Linked DNA regions of Oryzias latipes: region 1 is linked to region 2. Evidence: chromatin contacts called from public Hi-C data. All regions are on one chromosome and are shown on one strand. The core of a region is the stretch at or near the end of the contact, and the rest is flanking DNA. Distances in the headings are between cores, read along the strand shown.

What was found. A called contact is a pair of places that touch in the nucleus more often than the background predicts.
Region 1: a contact with region 2 is called in a Hi-C map of fibroblasts, with 1.9 times the contacts expected there. The contact joins the promoter of snx13 here to the enhancer-like site in region 2. A contact is called at or near these places in 3 of 5 Hi-C or Micro-C datasets (embryo, fibroblasts and gastrula embryo).

Annotation. Positions count from the first base shown.
Region 1 is chr11:9,832,711-9,835,410 of ASM223467v1, reverse strand. snx13 (sorting nexin-13) reads right to left here and starts at 1,346. Exons shown (of 25, transcript XM_023959800.1): 1 at 1,183-1,346. The coding sequence starts at 1,194.
Region 2 is chr11:9,760,962-9,763,661 of ASM223467v1, reverse strand. No RefSeq gene overlaps it. Among protein-coding and RNA genes, the nearest start is that of itgb8, 16 kb to the right of the region's middle. Within about 2 kb of position 1,346, at least 2 of the 8 cell types and tissues checked have an H3K27ac peak or open chromatin away from gene starts, as enhancers often do.

The DNA of each region.
Region 1 (2,700 bases), core at 97-2,596, 72 kb before region 2:
CACACTACAATGACGCTATTACAGGTGGCGGTCTACACCAAGCATTCACCATGAAAACAAACCGCTCAGTGGAAGCGAAGCTTAACTGAGTCGAGACGATCGCCAGAATCAATAGGACCGTATCGTAGCACGCCTTATGGTACCGTACCGCTAAGTGGAAACAAGGCTAAAGATGTACATGGATCTGGTCGTCTTCAAGGTCCGCCTGTATGTATAAGAATGGAGCGGAGCATCGAGCTTGAGATCCACCAACTGTAGCACCTACATCAATACTACAAGCTTTTTCCTGGGAGATTATTTTGTCTGCTCCAGATTTACAATTCGAAAAAATAATTTCTCAGAAATGCAATTTTAATATTAATTTTCTTTATATGCGTCCTTTATCAAGATAGAAAATGCCACAATGAAGCCTCCTAATAGACAAAATGTTATGATTTTCAGAACTCAAAGATGTATGTAAAGCTGTCACATTGATTATTGCAGTCATATGATTACTTCAAGCTATGGAATTTAGTAGTTTTGTCTGCACAAAGTCGGGCGGATAAATCAGCATTGGTCACGTGATGGACGTGGTGAATCAACGTGAATGCAAGGCTGACTTAAAGAAAAAACACACAAAGAATAGCTAAAAACAAAATTTTACTTATACTGCAGAAATGAAACTAGGAATAAGGAATAATAAGATATATGTTATGCTTCGTTTTAGAGAACCTAACTTTTTCTCAAGACGAAAACTAAGAAAAAGTCCTACTAGTAGTAGTTGTATTGTAACCTGCTGCCTATACGACCAACACCTCGGCTTTACGCTTTAACATTGCAGCTTCTAAAGCCCAGCTCACCTGTATGTGTTGTAATAATACAGAAACTCGACACTGCCAGACTTTTATCATCATATGAACACATGATATTACCGACACAGTCAGTGTCCTGCTAATCCAGAACGAACTGTCTGTTGACACAGTGCCGGTATTATCTAAGCCCCTTAGATGTATTATCCGGGACTGACCGCCACTTCTAGCTGACAGGCTCTCTGGAACGCCAGTGGCTAGTTCCGTTCTCTCCCTCGCCTGACAGGCTCTGTTTACCTGTGGGGCTAGCACTCAGGCGCTAGCTGCGTTCTAGCTAACTAGCCTCGATCACCAGTGGAAAACACACGACTGTATCTCAGCCGCGCCAACTTACCTCAGCTAACATGATCTAATGGCTGTGCACGCGGTGGCTCTGGCTAACTCCACCACATTGTAACAAGCCAAGTTGAGGCAATTCTTTCCGCTGAAAGCAGTCTCATTGCAATGCTCCGTACTCTCTCCGGAGCGTCGCCATGTTTGTAAGATTTACATCTTGGGTGTCTCGGCTCTGGAATTCGCCGTGTCATTGGCTGGAAGGCGATGACGCAAAAGGCAGCGATTATCAAGACTGACGGACCTAAAAACGTTTTTATTCATGCAAGTATCGCATCATGGAAGGAGAATTTGATTCTCAAATTTGTCTAATTTGTAAAAGACAAAAATCAAGCTGCAGTTCATTATATGACTTGACCTTTACTGAAATAAGTAAACACAAATAATATGCAAAGAAATGCAATACATACATACATACATACATACATACATACATACATACATACATACATACATACATACATACATACATACATCGAAGGAAGGCAGATACATAAGTACAAACATACATATGTAGACACGTTCATGCATGCATGCATCTATGCATACCTACATACATTAATACAAAAATACATACATACGTTCATGCATGCATATATACATACTTACAGACGAACATAGGTCGGTATTAACATATATATGTACATGTATGCATACATACATACATAAGTAAATTTGTACGTACATGCATTACTTGCATGCATACATACATACATACATACATACATACATACATACATACATACATACATACATACATACATACATACATACATACATACATACATACATACATACATACATTAGAACATGCGTGTTTGCATCCATTCATACAAACCAACATACGGACACACATAGGTCCAAACCTATGTATGTACGTATATGCAGGCATGCTCAAATGAATATGTTTGTACATATCTACGTACATACATATGTACAAACATATGTACATACATATGTATGTTTTTTACATAGGTACATACATATTTACATACATACAGACAAAATAGAATCTTTAAAATGCTTTAAAAGACTTGTTTATCCCTTTCTAAGAATGACTGAATTTTTTTTATGTCCACATTTTATAAATCTTTTGGGACAGACACTACAGGCCGGTCATTCCAAAAGCATGTTACAGAGTAAATTCTTTTCCTTTGTGAGGTAAATTTGTAAGGCCAGGAGATTTCCTGTTTGTTGGACAGAAATAATGAATTGTGATTATCCTGTTGTAAATAAAGGACTACCAGCTTGATTTTGTTTTTTTAAGAAAGTTATTTTTTTTCACCACCAGAGGTCAGAATCAGACAATGTTTGATCCTGCTGTGTCTAAGTTATGAAATCCCAGTACTGAGGTTCCTTTACTGAGCTAAGTGTATTTTTTCCACTGAAAAGGTTAAACTATAACTTGATACATAAAAAACAGAGAATCTTGAGGAAAGAATCATCACATATTGCCTTTTTTTTATAAGAGGCAACATACTTGAAACAATAAAAATTAATTACGTAGGAGGAAACCTAT
Region 2 (2,700 bases), core at 97-2,596:
TCCCATAGTTAGCATTTCAAAGCTGACATGTCTGTTGAATGGAGTGAAGCCTTGTTGTCCTTCAATAAATAGCATGTAAAGTTTAATAAACTGGCCAGATTGTTTCCTCCCATGTCACCCTCAAAGACTCACTCTGCTGAAAATCATGTTTTTAGTGTTTCTAACATGTTCTTGAGGAATTTTTCTGACCATGAGGACATAAATGAAAGATTTAGCTCAAAAATTGTGTTTCTAAGTTTTTCTTGATTCAAATTGTTGTTAATCAGAAGCAGACAAACTTGTTTGAGCTCATTTGTGACATATAAAACACGCTGAGTTAGCCTCAACCACCGTGCGCCACTTCGCAAAGGGAAGGGGGGGTGGGGTTGCTCCGTGCCAGCAGTCCCACGATTCAGCAACTCAGAGGCAAATTTTACTCTTGCTGCTCTGGAGAAACTATGTCCTTAAAAACGACATGTTTTTTGAAAATTGCATAATCAGCATAATCATAATTAAAAGAACAGTAGGAATGCTTTGACAATACTTCAAAAGATGATTAGAGTGATTCTTGACAGAATCAATAAACATCAGAGACATCAAAAGCAAAACAAAAACGACAGGTCTGTTCACCTTTCTTTCTTTTCTTTTTTTTCTCTCCAAAAAGACTCATTCTTGTGATGCTTCTAGCTTTCGATTTATCAGTAACATCATTTGTTGTGACAGTAAAAGGAGGTGAAGTTACTGGGCAGAGCTGAAACAGCAGTTGGTAAAAAAGCTTGTTCTTGACAGAGGAAATCATGACAAATGAAGATGGGCCTTTTTTCATGGATGGTCATTTTTCACTGTATGTGTAGATTTACTGAGAGTTTTGTGCTTCTTTTGGCTTTTTATTTTGTGACTAGTCAGCTTCAGGATGCATCTGCAGGTTCTGTCTGTAGTGTTATATCATGTTGTTGCCGCTAGGGGCAGTGCTTTGGGCACGTGGTTTTATTTTTTTAGGTTTCATTCATAAAATGTATTTCACATTTTGAGAGGGCAATCAAAAGCAAATAGTGGAAACGATTTTTTTCCCACAAGTATAGAATGATTCCAGCTCTAAGCTGTTTTACAGTCCGTTTTGCTTGTGTAAGACTTTGTTTAGACACAAATTAACGTTCTCTGGGTTTGCTTCCTGCTTTTCCTAACTTGTATTTCTCAGCATTTCAGAAGCATCTGCTGAGCTGGCATCAGCTCAGCCAAGTAAACACACTTCTTATGAACTATTAAACACTTCACAGCAGGGACCACACACACCCACCCACACACACATACAAAGATGCACAAATGCATGACGGTTCGAGTGGTAAGTGAGAGTCCCAGAGCACAGTCGGTGGCCTCCTTTTTCCCCCAGCCACAGTGAAATTGGATCTCTTTTCCGTCTTCTGGAAGGAGTTGTAGGTTGAATCGTCGGTCTGGCCATGTCCCCCTTTGCTTTTACTGACTCAGTAAGCAAAGTATGAGCCAACCTGATTCAGCTCTACTATAGACACCCTACACTCTGTGTTAACATGAAGCTATACAAATGGCCGTGGAAAGCCACTTTTAGTTAAATCAGATGCAGAACTACTGTTTTTTTGTGCAAATACAAAATGGTCCCGTTACCAAAGCTATGAGGCACCTGTGTTGTTTTCTATCTGACATCTTATTAACCTTTTTAATACTATAAGAGAATTGAAACATGTAATGTTTAGTGTTGTTGCCTCTGTCATTGACTGCTCTTTACTATATGTCCACAAGAGGGCCCTGCTGAACAATCCAAAAGAACCCCAAAGGATTTTTATGTAAAGTCACCATTTGACAACACTGACCTCATCTGATTTGACGCAGTTTAGTCACAACTTTGTCAGTAAAAGTTCTACTTTACTGCTTTGATTCAAATAAAGTATGACACATTTTCTGTATCGTTTTTTTTATTTTATTTTCTCATAACACAAATGAATGACCTTTTCATTCTCAAATGAGAGTAACCTGACTTTGGTTGTGAATGTGCTCATTCTATCTGCGGGGAATAAGCCTGTTTTGCTGTTTTCTTTCTGAACCAAGGGAGCAGCTTGCTGAATGACAAAAAGAGAGGTTCACCCAGGAAGGAAACTCCCCGTTTCTCCCATAGGACGTCAGTCCAAAGATCAACACAACAGCTGTGTGTCTGTTTCTGAGCCTGGAAGAAGGAAAAAGGAGGGACTGCGTCAACATAGCTGACTCCCTCACATGTAGTGTAAAGCATCAAAGGACTGAGTTTCATTCTGATACTGTACAGCTGAAGCATCCAAGAGAAAATTATCAAAGCATTGTTGTAGGGCTTGTTTTTTTCCCCAAAAGTGTTATGAAAGATGTCAAACAAAATAAGAATTGCGATTGTAGGATGACCTATCTGTGAAAGATGTACTGCTAGGAGGAAGGACACACAAACGGATAAACACCCACTCACCCTCCACCCTTACAAACACACACAAACTAACTAACTCGCAAGGGTGGTGTAGCGCTTTCTTGGAGCTGCTGTTTTCCCAGAGCTCAATACATGTTTCAAACCCCAGCCAACTTTAGGACAGTACATAGAGTGGATTCAAATTAACAAAACATTCACGCCACCCTCAGATCCCCATATATTCCAATTGTGTTGCATCACGTGATCCACTTCTGTCATCTGCTTGCTAGAATCCAAAACAATTTTCTGCAGAGTTT